Regions from separate parts of the Mus musculus genome. Here region 1 is linked to region 2. A link is a contact called in public HiChIP or PLAC-seq data. All regions are on one chromosome and are shown on one strand. The core of a region is the stretch at or near the end of the contact, and the rest is flanking DNA. Distances in the headings are between cores, read along the strand shown. Region 1 holds the start of Foxi2 (forkhead box I2). Region 2 holds the start of Insyn2a (inhibitory synaptic factor 2A).

Region 1 (7,439 bases), core at 1,273-3,772, 470 kb after region 2:
AGAATTCTTAAAAATAGATTCATATGACCCCACTGTCTGGCTGTGGCTCTCACAGTGGACTGTCTCAGGGATCATGTGGCTGAGGCAGAGCAGTAGCCTCTGTGATACTCTGTCTTGTGACGATTGGGCTGTCAAACGATGCTTCCTCATCTACAGCAAGATTCCAGCAGGTGGAGAAAAGGTGACCAGGTAAGGAGGGGGGTGAGTGCCCCTTTGCTAGGACTATGAGGAACACCACCACACTTGCTGGTGGAAAGAAACTCCCCTCGAAAAGTGGTTACTTTAAGCCCACAGAGAACAGTTTTGTAATTTTTGAGCACATCTTGGAAATGGCTCATTAGAGAGAGAGGCTGGTGGCTTTGGGTGCTGTTTAGGGAAATACAACAGATAACACCTCTTGAGAAGCCAGAGAGGGAGGAGAAGCTCAGAGAGCTTCCCGTCACTGGGTCTCTGCCTCTGTCTCTCTGTCTCTCTGTCTCTGCCTCTGTCATCTCTGTCTCTCTGTCTCTCTGTCTCTCTATCTTTTTCTGTCTCTGTCATCTGTCTTTGTATGTCTCTGTCTCTCTCTGTCTCGTCTCTGTCTCTGTCTCTCTCTCTCTCCCTCTCTGTGTGTGTGTGTGTGTGTGTGTGTGTGTGTGTGTGTTTTGGGGGGGATATCAGGTACTTGCTCCCCCAACCAGCCCTCTGGGGAAGGGAGGCAGGGCCACCATCTGGCTAGAGAGCCCACATGAGTCCATTCCTGACTGCTGTTGTCACTGGCTGGCCACTGCCTTTACTTAACCAACCTCTTCCCAAGGCTACAGAGTACAGAGGCCAAATTTGAGCTAGATGGAATCTCACTTCCTCCTGCCCTTGTCATACTGCCTCGTTAACTGATGGTGTCACCCGATGTCTGTGTATCATTACAGCAAAGAATTCTTCCATTCCAAAGCCAGGCCAGACCACTGGCCCAAACAGCAGGCGCCTCCTCAGCCAGAAGCCAGGCCAGATTGGACTTTTTCTTTTATTAACCAACATATTAAGTTGCTGTGTACAGAGACAAAATTTGGAGCTGTGACGAAAGGATGGACCATCTAGTGATTGCCATATCCAGGAATCCATCCCATAATCAGCTTCCAAACGCTGACACCATTGCATACACTAGCAAGATTTTGCTGTAAGGACCCAGATATAGCTGTCTCTTGTGAGACTATGCCGGGGCCTAGCAAACACAGAAGTGGATGCTCACAGTCAGCTAATGGATGGATCACAGGGCTCCCAATGGAGGAGCTAGAGAAAGTAGCCAAGGAGCTAAAGGGATCTGCAACCCTATATGTGGAACAACAATATGAACTAACCAGTACCCCGGAGCTCTTGTCTCTAGCTGCATATATATCAAAAGATGACCTAGTCAGCCATCACTGGAAAGAGAGGCCCTTTGGACTTGCAAACTTTATATTCCCCAGTACAGGGGAACGCCAGGGCCAAAATGGGAGAGTGGGTGGGTAGGGGATTGGGGGACTTTTGGGATAGCATTGGAAATGTAAATGAGGAAAATACCTAATTAAAAAAAAAGTTGCTGTGCAACTTAGTAATTTAGTCTCTTATACTGAAGACAATAGTTTGGGGGGGTGGTGGAACCCATTGTGGTACCCACCCCGCCCTTACCCCCTTATTTCTCCTATGCCAGAAATTTTCTCTCTCCATTCAGTTGGCCTCAGTGAACAGTTCTGAGACACCCCAGTCAGAACTGTCCCTCTGTGCCACAGCTGTAACCTTATTTGTTGCTAAGCCCCCACGGTGCCTAAGGCAAGGGCATCTGGGAAACTGAGTGTGCTGATTAACCAGGACATGGAGCAGGAGAGAAGCCCAGAGCCTGACAGGAAGGAAAGCCCGCAGCTTTGATCTTCAGTGTCAAAATGGAGGGATGGATAGCAGCTGGCACAACTGCAAGGAAGACATTCGTGTCTTAGGTTCTTCGGGGGGATGCCCAGGATGGCCTTCCCTGCTGCTGCTTGCACTAGGTGGCCCAGGCTACATGACAAACAGGTCAAGCAAGGGCCCAGACTCTTCCAGCATCTGAAAATCAAGATTCCTTGGGCAGGATTTCTGAGATTTCTAGTGAAACTCACCAGGACTCCCGACAACTCTCTTTCTACACTTCTTCTTGAGACTCTGTCTGTTACACCCAAGGACCTCACTAGGATTTTATGCCCATGACAATTGCTCTCAATTTGGGGTCTGAAATGTGCAAAGGGGTCAATGCAGAGAGCAGAGCCTTAGGAGCTGGGATCTGAGAGATGCTGAGTCCTTGTCCTCAGAACACTGCAGGCCACGACCTAACAGAGAGACCTAAGTACCCTCGGAGAGTTCCAAGACTGTTTGTCTGGCTGTCCCAGGGCGGGGCTGAAAACTGACCTGAGGGTGGGGACATGGACTTCACTCCTCCAAGGTGACAAGGGAGGAGACTCACCACCTTGGATACCCCCATGCTCCCTCCTCCCCAATGGCATTTAAAGGGCCCAGGTCAGGAGTGTGAGGACAGGGTGAATGGAGCTCCCATGAGCTTCAGCACGGAGCCACCTGCACCGGCCCAGGCCGGGGGAGAGCTGGACATGGCTGGGTTCTGCGACAGCCTGGGTTCCTGCTCAGTCCCGCACGGCCTGACCCGGGCCATCGCGCATCCCCCGAGCTACGGCCGAACGGATCTGAGCTCTGGCCGGCGCCTGTGGGTGAACTCGGCCGCGCTCAGCCCGGCGCCCTACGCGACGGGACCAGGGCCGGCTCCATCCTACGCTGCAGCGACTCTCGCCGTCCCGGGTTCGCTTCTTGGCGCTTCAGGCGGTCTGGCAGGCGCTGATCTCGCTTGGCTGAGCCTGTCCGGACAGCAGGAGCTGCTGAGGCTGGTACGGCCGCCCTACTCCTACTCAGCACTGATCGCCATGGCCATCCAAAGCGCGCCGCTACGCAGGTTGACGCTCAGCCAGATCTACCAGTATGTGGCGGGCAACTTCCCCTTCTACAAGCGCAGCAAGGCGGGCTGGCAGAACTCCATCCGCCACAACCTGTCGCTCAATGATTGCTTCAAGAAGGTGCCCCGAGATGAGAACGATCCAGGTAAACAGCAGCACATGCGCCTGGTCCAGTATCCTGGCCTCTCGCATCTGGTGGGGTAGCTGGGATAGAAGCGACCTTGAGGGAGCCCATTGATGCAAAGGAGAGAGCTCCGGTGGGGTGATATGGGAAGGAGAAACATTTTAGGCAAGGGCAGTTTCCTAGATGGCTGCAGTGTTCTCAGGTCTTAGTTTCCAGTCCTATGCCCCAGGGCTCTTTGCTTATCTGCTTGAGACCTCCCTAAGGAGCTAGCCAACTGAGTGAAAGGCTTTGGGAGTTTAAGGTCTCTGGGCTCCATACACTTCCCTGTAAAATGAAAGAAATGGAGCCTACCTTTTAAAAATCTGGGCAGGATAAGGAGTGATGTGCCTCTGGAAAGCGTTGGGCCCTACACAAAGGCCAGATGTGGTTAGCTCAGTTCCACTGGCTGAGCCCTTCTCTTGGACAGTCTCTCCAGTTTCCAACTAGATGTACTTGGATATTCCCTCAATAGCCCATGCTTGGATCTTTCTGGCGCACCCAAATTCTTGCAGTCTGACTGTGGAGGCCTATTCCCAACACAGTGAACCCTCAAGGTCTGGGAGAAGGAGGACCCAGGACCCTTTGCAGGGACCAGTGGAATCAATACGGGGCTTTCTGAACTAACTGCCTTCCTCTGCAGGAAAAGGCAATTATTGGACGCTGGATCCAAACTGTGAGAAGATGTTTGACAATGGGAACTTCCGAAGGAAGAGGAGACGGAGAGGAGAGACTAGCGAGGCCGCTGTGCCTGGAGCCAGCAGCCCAGAGGGAACTGCACTGGAGCCCCGTGGCTCCACTCCCCAGGACCCACAGACCTCACCATCCCCGTCTGAGGCCACCACTACTTGCCTCTCGGGCTTCTCCACGGCCATGGGAGCCCTGGCCGGCGGCTTTGGCGCCCTCCCTGATGGTCTGGCCCATGACTTTTCTTTGCGAAGGCCACCACCAACCGCGGCTGCCCACAGCCCTCAGATTCCTAACACCGCGCCAGGCTTCGCTCCGGGCCATCAGACAGGGGCTACAGGCTTTAGGATGGGGCACCTCATCTACAGCCGGGATGGGACTGAAGTTTGAAGGAAAGCTAGAGACTGGCCAGGTGCTCTGTTCCAACATTGAGCTAAGGTCCTGAATCAGTCCTTCCTGGGAGCCCCACAGGTGCTGCATAGGAAATGGCGGGGCTCCTGTGTGGATTGGCTGAGGCAGGTTGAGCTTGCTGTGTTCTCATCAACCTGGGGAATATACCCTCTTCTTAAGCTGGTTCTCTGCCTATAGATCCAGCTCTGGGCTCTCTGACAGAGCGCCCCAGAGAGCCTTCTTAAAGGGGTAATAGGTTCCTAAAGAAGCCTGTTGGTCTCCAGTCTCCAGAGAGATGTCTGGCAGCTGGTGAGAGGATGGGAGGAAACTGGGCTGCAAGAGCATCCAGAGCGCCCTTCAGTGATTGGCCCCATCTCTGGCCCACCTGTTTCAGGGCAGCTAGGGAATGGGATGGGGGTGCAGCATGAGGACAGGTGGCTGCCTTCCACCCTCATGAGATTGCACATTGAGGGGACTCTCATACTTAGGCAAGAGCTGTCTCAGCAGAGGGAGATCCCCGAGGACACCAGCTCCCTCCCCTGTCACTGTGCTCCTGGCATCATCAGTGCTCCTGTTACAGAACCTCGCTGTCCCCAGACCACAGAGAGGCTGGCACTTAGGAAACCCTGGGCAGCTTTGGGTTTGCCTTACTTGACCGCTGCTCCCACCCCCTACCCCCACCATCGCCATCACCGCCCACACTCACTAAAGCTCACCTGAGGCAGGTGGGTGACCACACCTGTTTTTGGTTTCTCTCTACTCCTGCCTCCTCCCTTGCTGTGACTGCTCTCAGGCAGAATCCTGAGAACTTCCTCCAGAATTTAACTCTCCAGCCTTTCCAAGCCTGTTTATATTCAGTGACTGGCTTTTGGACCTCTGTGCTTTCAGGAGCTCCTTGAGGTCCCAGCTGTTATAAGTCTTTGTGTCACCTGGCATTTTCTGGGGACATGGACACTGGCCATGGACCCATACTATGCCAGGACAGATGGGAGGAGTACTTTCCCTGGAAGAGAGCAGAGAGGGAAGTCTTAAGCCAGACCAGTCTTGCCCTTTAGTGAGCCCAGCCCCACTTGCACCAACAGGGCAAGTCTGCCTTGGACTATCTCCAATCTGCCTACTGGGAGAGCCATGGTCCTCTGAACCTGCGGTGCTCAGGATGCAGGAATGGGGTCCTGCTCCCCAACCCTGCCTCCTGTTTGCTGCGTGTTGTTCCTACCTGGTGTGCTGTGGTTAACCAAGCTTACAGTCAACCCATACTCTCTTTCCAAATGTAATGCGATTTTTAAAATTCAGGAAAATATAAATTATTTAAAATATAAATAAAAAAGGTTTTTCGATTTGGGGGCATATTTTAATAGAATAACACACTAAAAAGGAACATCCCACTTTTTATTCTATCTTTGCAAGAAAATTGGAAAGAAAGAAATAACTAGCTACAACAAGAAGAAATACAGTGTAACTTTCGTCAGGGCTTCCACAAAGTTGGATACATCCAGGTGTCTTGGCTGTGTGGCAGCTGCATCATGGAAATTGTGTTTGTTTTCTACTTCTGATGCTGGATTTTCTATTAAAATTAAGAAAAGGAAAATATTTTTTTGATGTTTTGTTTGCCTAAAAGTCAGTTTTGGGTACTTAAAGATGATTTGGCCATTCAAAGCTACATAGCACTAATAAGTAATGATATATCAAATAGATGAGCTCTCTATGAGAAAACCATAATTAAAAATATTCCAAAAGGGCGTGGTTACAAATAAATGTAATTCTAGCACTTAAGAGTCAGTGACAGGGCTGGTGAGATGGCTCAGCGGTTAAGAGCACACTGACTGCTCTTCCAGAGGTCCTGAGTTCAAATCCCAGCAACCACATGGTGGCTCACAACCATCTGTAATAGGATCCAATGCCTTCTTCTGATGTGTGTGAAGACAGCTATAGCGTATACATATATATATATATATATATATATATATATATATATATATATATATATATATATAATAAATAATTCTTTAAAAAAAAAGAGTCAGAGACAGAGAATCAAGTTTAAGGCCAGTGTTAGTTACATAGTGAGTTTGAGGCAAGCCTGGGCTACATCAGACCCTGTCACAAGAATATTCTCTCTCTCTCTCTCTCTCTCTCTCTCACAAAAGCACACACACACACACACACAGAGAGAGAGAGAGAGAGAGAGAGAGAGAGAGAGAGAGAGAGAGTAACGCAGGCTATTTGGAAAGTGGTAGTGTCAAAAACCAAACAGAATCCACCCTTCGGGAAGACAGCCCATGTGTCTGGGTGAATATTTGGAGGGGAGGCATTCACAGGTGCTGGTGCAGCCAACTCCAGCATCACAAAGGACTACTTTCCTAAAGGGAAGACTCTACTGAGAGCAAAACCAGAAGCCAAACAAAGCAGACAGGGTGAGCTTGGCCTCTCTAAAGCTGCACACGAATAGACCAGGGTGTCGTTGGCATGGCAAAGAGCATGTTGCTAAAGACCCCGTCACGGTACTTATGCCCCACTTTCTTCCCCATCCCCTCTCTTTGTTGCCTTTGAAATGGTTAAACTTATAGAAAATGCCAACTTATTAAGGTAACTAACTGTGGGCCCACCACACAAGCTGTCACAAGCCAATGATGGTGTCCCACTGGATGCCCAGCTCCTCATCTGAGAGACAGCTAAGTGCAGCTGAGCCACTGAGTTCCAAACTTCAGAGGGAAGCACATTGGGTTACTCAGAGTTCTGACCATTGTCAACTAAGTCATAATAATCTTGAGGTTTTAAAAGCCAAAGAGCATACTAATAGCACGAGCCACAGTCTCCCTGGATATGGACTGGTCACTGAGGGGGGAAGAATCCCCCTTCTAAAACGGATATTCCCAAGGAACCCCAATGTTCCTTCAATGTGTCTGTGAAAGTGAGAGTGAGCCCTTGACTTCAAGACATGAGTTCTCATTTCACATGTCAAAAAAACGTGGAGTGTGTCTGTGATGACCATACACTTCTGTCATAGGTCTTCCTTCCTTCCTTCCTTCCTTCCTTCCTTCCTTCCTTCCTTCCTTCCTTCCTTCCTTCCTTCCTTCTTTCTTTCCTTCCTTCCTTCTTCCTTCCTTCCTTTTTTCTTTCTTCCTTCCATTCTTTTTTGAAGGGATTTGACACTACTACTTTAAAAAATATTCTGTATTATTGGATGTGTGTGTGTGTGTGTGTGTGGAGAGAGAGAGAGAGAGAGAGAGAGAGAGAGAGAGAGAGAGAGA
Region 2 (7,278 bases), core at 2,735-5,234:
ACCTGAGGCCAGGATCTTGGTTGTCTGGACACACCTCCCTGTCTTCTGCCTTCAGGGACTGAAACAGTTACCTCCCCAGACATGGTTGAGAGGGTCAAACCTAAACCCTCTATGCCTTAGTATGCAACATCATCCAGACAACTTGTTTGTGTGAATTTGCCAGAGCCATCCAAATCTGTAGCTCACACAAATCTGTATTCTGTCCTCAAGGTATAAGATAAACTCCTTAAGTGAATTGATTAAAGGTCGTGATATTTTACAGTATTTACATAAAGATAGATTAATTTAAGTTTGGATAAGGGCTTCTCCAGACATCTTGGAAGTTCATGGAGATAGGTGTGTTGTCATGTCATACCAATCATATTAAATTTTGCTTTGAAATATTGAAGCCACTCCATAATGCCATGAAATATTAAAATCAAATATGAAGGTTCCACATCATAAATTATGTCAGCTAATTTTGGGCTGGAGAACTCAGATCTCTGGAGTTACAAAGGGTCCAGGGGTGATGAACGCAGCTGTCACGTTTCCGAAGGAGCTGTGGAAAACAGTCCTTCTTGTGTCCAGGAGTCCTCGTGGCCTTTTATCCCCTGGAGGACGTGAGCCACCTCCATTCTGTATAATTGGTGCGGTGCCCCAGCTGATCTGTTAACAGCCTCTCTGCTACACATCTGCTTAGGTATCCGGTGGGTTGGGCCAGAGTGTTAGCATTAAGGCCCTTAGCAACTCCATTCCTGCCCTTCTACAGCAAGGCCTGCCCTGAGAACTGCTTCACAGCGCTATGCCTCCAATCATTTCTCAACCTTATTGCCTGAGAAGTAGCCTGGCCAACGCAAGGACTCTGCTTCTACAAGGGAGCTCAGTAGCTGTCTCTCTCAGTGAGGCGGCCATGCAGTGGAGCAAACCGGAGGATACAAATATCTAGCAATGTGGATAAGTACCTAGTCTCTCACAGGATAGCCTGGTATCTGTATTTTCTGTGAACTCACTCCACTGTGTACGGTTTCTCCTTGGAGATGCATGCCTGTCTTGCACAGGCCTTTCTTTTATTTATGTAGCTCTTAAATTTTTATCTCCAAAGGGAAAGACAAAAGTCAAAAAATGCCTCTTCCTGGGGCAAAATAACTGTGACAGCATAGAAGCTCTCTGTGGTAAACTGAGGTAGCAGGATGACTGGATCTTCAGTGAGCCTCCTGAAGGCTCACTTGGAGCTTTTTGGTGCTTGCCTTATTAGCCTGCTTCTTAACCACTAGTTATGTTTCTCAGTGGAATAATGGACCTGATTTATGTCAAAACCCCAATGTCTTAATCACGATAATAAAACAGAAAGTCACAGCAACTATTGTCACCTTAAGACCTGCTTCGCTTCTCAAGGACATCCTGTCTTTAAAGAGAGGTCTTTGCTTCAGATTAATAAAAAAATAAATTGAATCAGCACCTTTTAAAGGAAAAGAGGAATTTAATGAAGAAAACAGAACTCCATTGCTCCCATAATTGATGCCAAATCCTGCTATGCTAGGCTAGGCTTCTTCCCTACCAAATTCAAATCTGATAAACCCATCCTGGAACGCAGTACCCTCTCACGTAGAGAGTAAACACGGACAGTAAATTAATATCTGGAAAGGTATGCAGATGGCAAGACTTCCTTTTTTTCCCCCCTCTTTGAGCTGTTTTGTGCACGTTTGCTAATCATGCTTGCAAAAAATTGCAAAGATAAATATGAACTTTGAAAAGTAGCATTCAACAGGATGTGAGTGTAAGAAATAGCACACCATGAATAGTAAAACCCAGCATGTTCCGCCTCTGCGGAGTGCAATGATTACGGTCTGTTCAGCCTTTACCGTCAGCTTCATAAAGGCAGTAGCCTTCTTATTTATGAACTACTCATGGGGGGCGATCCAGCTTTTATGATCTGAATGGTATTTTTTAATCAGGTCCCTAGCTCTGTAACCTTGATCAAGCCCTGATCGGGCTGTGAAAAAGTACCCCCCGCAAGTCATTTTCTAAGAGAAAGACTTCAAGCTACTGACCTCAACCCTGTGCTAGCCCTTGACTTGGTGCTCTGAAATGATCTCATGGGTTCTTAGCCAAGGCAGGGCTTGCCCAAAGTTCCTTCCCACTCTTGCCAGTTTCACCTCGGGATGCTTCGGCAGAATTTCAGCACCCAAGCAGACAAGGTCAAATTAAACTGCTTCTCCTGCTGCCTCTAGCTCATGAGTCCAACAGGGCAGCCAGTCCCCCAGCCCCAGGCCTGCATGCACCAAGAGAGGGGAAGGGACCTGAGCCCTGATCTGCAGAGAGTAGAAGGCACCCATTTTTCTTCCTTATTTACTCCAGGGGTGCCTCTCCTCCCCCACTCTGGCATCCCTTTATCACTGGCTCCATCTCCTTGTGGCATATTTTCAGGGTAGTAGAATGTTGAGGTCACAGGGAGAGGCTCCTTTTCTTTTTCAAGCAGCAGAGACGCCAGCCTGGAACCCTGAGCATGAACAAGCAAGATGCCGAGTCTTGTTCTTGACTTTGGGCTCTAGTCTCTGCCCCTGCTTGGGGCTGGCCCCTGTTCGTTCCTCTTTCCTGCCCTCACTAGCTCCCTAGGATCCGCAGCATCGGTTGGTTTCCCACGATTGTGCAGGTCAGGCATGTGCACTCGGAAGCTCAGCGGGGTGCAGACCCCAGCTCAGAGAAGGTGCCTATACCCGTAACCAAGAGAAGAGACCAACATTTCACGTGGGCATTTTTTGCCTTCTCTCCTGCTTCGGTCTTTGCTCAACAGCAGGCGGCAGGGCCCCTCTGCTCAGACTTATTCCCCCCATCTCCCTGAAGTTAATCAGCTGTACTGTACTTGGCAGTTCGCTTTAGTTTGGATAATACTTTCAAAACCTCGAACGTTCCAGGGAGATGGTCGTCCCCAGAGCCCCCAACCCCCTCCCGCCCAGTTCTGCCTGGCCAAGGATGTCCTGTGCTCACAAGGCTGTGGCGTTTGTCTAGAATAGACATCATATTCCCGCTCCTCCAAGACTGTAGCCAAAGTTGCCAGATGCCCCTGGGCGACTAGGTCCTGCCAGATGCAGTTGCGTAACCTCGCCCCCCACCTTCGCCGCTGCCCGCCACCGGGTCTACACTGGGCTACACCCGCCGTCCCGGACCTAGGCGAAGCCAGTTTAGGGGCTATTGCGTGCGCAAGAGCCAGGGTCTGCGCCCATCTGCCAGCGGTCAAGTACAGAGGGCTTGGGGTGCAGGAGGAGGGCATGCTGGGCTCTGCTTACCTTTGGCTGCTTACTGATAAGTGGAGGTCGGTGCAGCGCCTGGCTCGGGCATGTCTTGCCGCGGACCCTGGCAAGCCTGGCGCGGCACGGAGCACTCGGGGCAGAGCATCCACGGCAAGGATCTCCGGGCTCGCGCTGAAGGAGGCTCGGCTCCGGAGACTTGGCCAGCTGCGTGCCCGCCGCCCGCCCCCTCCACTGCCACGGGCCCGGCCCGCCCGGCCCGGCCGGCCCCCGCGCCGCAGCTCGAGTCCCTTCGGCTCCTGCTCAGCGACGCGCACGGGGAGGCAGTGGTTCGGCCGGCTCCGGGGACGCCCGCGCGCTCGCCCGATCGCGGCGCGGCGGAGCCAGCCACAGCCACCCGGCTCCGTGCTCCTCAGATGTCCTCATTTACTGCAATTGTCTTCGGCGAGATCCGGGAGCCGGGGCCGGGAGGAGGGGGCGGAGACGGGGAGGGAGCGGGAGGGGAGTCCTGGCCGAGGCACCAGGTCCCGGCTACTCTATGCAGCCGAGCGGCCAGAGGACTGAAGAGAGGGCACCGGGAGCTGCGCGCCAGTCGCCTGTGCGCTCGCCTGCCACCGAGGCGGGCGGAGCCCCGGGGCCCGTGGGGCGGGGGTGGGGCGGGGGCGGGCCAGGCCGCGTGCGTGGGGCGGGGGCCGGGCGCGTGAAGGAGCCCCTCCAGCCAGAGACGGATCGCGGGCAAGAGGAGGAGGAGGAGAAGGAGGAGGTGCTGGAAGCAGCCGCTGGCTGCTGCCTGTGCGCGGAGCTCCTCAGCCACATTCCTAGGGTTTCTGAGCTGCAGGCGGCGCTGCGGGGCCCCTGGAACTTGTTGAGTCTACCTAGGAGCCACCTCAGGCAGGCACGGGGACCCTATTGATTTCTTCTTCAGGAGTGGGGCTGTCTATAGGAAACCCTGCTTGATGGCTTTCTGTGGTGTCAACCAGCCTACCCCTGCTGGGTAGTTAATACCCTAGATGGGAGTGGACATCTGGGCAAGGCGCCCGCCCCCTCACCTGCAGATGTGTCTTTGGAGAGACTAGGGATGAAGGTTTCTCTTGCATTTTTTTACGTTTGTAACCAACCAGGAGTCTGTCCCTCAAATAAGGATTTGAAACGCAGACCTGTTTATTGGCCTAGGGACAAAGTAGAGAGTGTCTGCCTGCCTATCAGCTCTGTTGCATCCTGATAATTTGTGGACATGTCAGAGCAGGCATCTCCACTGTTCCTCATCTGGACCTCCTAGTCCCTCTGCCCCTCACCCCCCTAGAGAGGCAGTGGGAGATTGTGTTTGTTTTGATCAGAGTTAAATAAACTCGGAAAAGAGATTTCTTTAGCATGAACAGAGGACAATTCCCAGCATATACCCCAAACTCCACCAGAGTCTTGTGAGCTCTCTGATGCAGGTTCAGGGTCTTCCCCGATGCCTAGCAGGGCTGAGGAGCAGACACTGGGACTAAGTATTCTTGCATACAGGTCTCCCAGCCCTACCTGAGACATACTGGAAAGTAGCCCCCACCGATAACATGGTGGTAAGCTTTGGCCAATGAACTGGGATTCAGATGGGAAATGCTCTTAATCACCCACCCCTACAAGCACACCTTTCAGACAGAAGACAGGCTCTGGTTTGTTTCTATGTATCCTTTTATCCCTGTATCCCATCTTAGTATTCCAGGCCACTCCATTGCTCTATCCTCATACAGTGGGCTGATAGAGCCCAGCTCTCTGTTTTATATATACTTTCAGCTCTTTCAAAGGGCTTTCTGTAAGATACTGCATTGTCTATGTAGGATGATGTGTCCACACGTTTCAGGAGGAGGTCATTCTAAAATATCTTCCCTTTGCATGGAGAGAGCACCAAGCCTGAGGAACCCAGACTCTGTCCCTCCCACTCTTTAAAATGCCCCTTAGGACCCAGATTCTCCCAATTCTGATTGCCAGCCCATTTATGTCTTTAGGCCTGGAGGCGGCTGGGATCTGGCTGGGGAAAGGGCCTGTGTGCCGGCTGCTTTTATGTCAACTTGATTCAAATTGGAGTTATCTGAGAGGAAGGAACCTCAATTGAGAAAATGCACCCATAAGACCCAGCTGAAAGGCATTTTCTTAATTAGCAATTGATGGGGGAGGGCCCAGCCCATCGTGGGTGCTGCCATCCCTGGGCTGGCGGTCCTGGGTTCTGTAAGAAAGTAGGTTGAGTAAGCCATGAGGAGCAAGCCAGTAAGGAGGACCCTGCATGGTCTCTGTATTAGCTCCTGCCTCCAGGCTCCTGCCCTGCTTAGGTTCCTGCCCTCACTGCTTTGAATGATGAAGAGTGATTTGGAACTATGATTGAATTAAACCCTTTACTCTTCAAGTTGCCTTTGCTCATGGCACTTCGTCACAGCAACAGTAACTCTGACTAGGACAGTCTGCAAGGGTGAATAGACTCTGCTACCCAGCTAGAAGCCAGAGGGCTGTGTAGGATGGGACTGTGTAACAGCAGATGGCAAGACTTCCTGCCTGACATGCCTCCCGCTGCCCCCTTCCCCAGGTGTGCTCTTACATCTTTGGGAATTCTGTCCAGAAAACTTTCTGTAAATCTTACCTTATTGTAAATCCATAAGATTAGAAACCCCTTTTCCTATTTCTTAAGTATGTCACTGCACATCTGCCAGGCAATGTGGGAGTGGCACCATTGAGAATAGAAGGTTTGGCTTTGGGATCCATGAGTAAAATCAGATAGACAGAAAAGTGTGCAGAGGAGGCCAGAGCTCAGCCACAAGCGGCGCTGTGAGCTGGTTAGGTGTCTCTAGAGACAGTGTCAGTGATGATCCCCGCAATGGCTACCTAGAGGAGGCAATGATGGCATGCTATGGCCGGCAGGTTGGAAGATGTTCTAGCTGAGCCGTGGTTGCTCTGAGTTCTCCAGCTGCCCAGTAACTTCAGCTGTTGCTAGGTCTATTGTTATCCTGCTTTGGATTTAAGATGCCTCTGTACAGGCTCACTTGGGCCCCATCTGATGATGATGCTTGAAGAAGTTGTGGGAGCTTTGGAAAGTGGAGCTTATCTGGAGGAAGTAGGTTGCAGGGGTCAGGGTATCAGGTTAGTCCTTGAGGGTTCTAGTTGGATCCCACATCCCATTCCCTACCAGAGGTTCGAGAAGTCCCAGCTGAGTACATCTACTGTCATGTCGCTCCTACCTTCCCTACCTTGATGAACTAATACCTCTAGGCCACACCCCAACAATCCTTCCTCTTTAAGTTGCTTAAAGAAGTCTCATGAATTCTGTTGCAGTAATAAGCGAGCCATTGGTGTACCTCCTGCTATTGTAAAATGTATGACTGCATTTACCTACTGCATCACTAAGTCTGCCATCACAAATTGAGATATTGCTGAGAGTGTGTGTCATTTGACTAGGGAGGACTGTTCCATGAGCATCAGCGTGCTCAGAACCGTCAAGCAAGCCTTGTGTTCGGGGCTGTGTGGGGGGAGGAGTTGTGGCCTTCTTGCTGCCCACAGATGCTCTTTGCATCATAGTTTCTGTGTGGACAGAACAGATGTATATATTAAGGGTTTATAATGAGTCCTTATGTTCAGCTTCCCCAGAAAAAAAGAAAGTAGACTCATTTTAGGAATCAATTAGGTATAAATTGGTTTCTTAGGTTTTGCTTCAGAATTTTGCCACAAAAGGTAGTCTTGCAAAGGAGAAAATAGCCATTTTAAAAAGAGATTTCCCACAGGCAGAGGCAGCCAGAGAATAAAACTACACAGCAATTCCTGCTGCCTAACCCACACAGAGTCTGCTCCTTTGACTTCCTGGAAGTCCTGAAATTCTAAACCAGTGAATTGGTCAGATGTCGCTGGGTCATTAGGGTACTAGGCTAGCAACGCACAGACCTGGGTTCCCTCCTCAGCCTGCAGAAGGCAGACCTTGTGGTGTATGCATGCAAACTCAGTCCTTGAGTGGTCAATACAGAAGGATGATAAATTCAAGGTCATCCTTGGCTATATAGCAAGTTGGAAGCAAACCTGGACTACC

What was found. HiChIP or PLAC-seq counts read pairs in DNA pulled down with a chosen protein or histone mark.
Region 1: an H3K27ac HiChIP or PLAC-seq map of embryonic stem cells shows a contact between it and region 2, with 2.7 times the contacts expected there. The contact joins the promoter of Foxi2 here to the promoter of Insyn2a in region 2. A contact is called at or near these places in 13 of 39 promoter capture datasets (the 3T3-L1 cell line, 3T3-L1-derived adipocytes, HPC-7-derived erythroid cells and 7 more), 1 of 484 Hi-C or Micro-C datasets (cortical neurons), 5 of 115 datasets of contacts at active chromatin or transcription factors (craniofacial prominence, embryonic forebrain, embryonic stem cells and 1 more) and 1 of 9 other capture datasets (embryonic stem cells).

Annotation. Positions count from the first base shown.
Region 1 is chr7:135,407,845-135,415,283 of GRCm38.p6, forward strand. Foxi2 (forkhead box I2) reads left to right here and starts at 2,523. Exons shown (of 2, transcript NM_183193.3): 1 at 2,523-3,096; 2 at 3,755-5,778. The coding sequence starts at 2,595. The coding sequence ends at 4,188.
Region 2 is chr7:134,934,446-134,941,723 of GRCm38.p6, forward strand. Insyn2a (inhibitory synaptic factor 2A) reads right to left here and starts at 3,985. Exons shown (of 4, transcript NM_001143802.1): 1 at 3,267-3,985. All of the region lies in intron 27 of Dock1 (dedicator of cytokinesis 1), which reads left to right.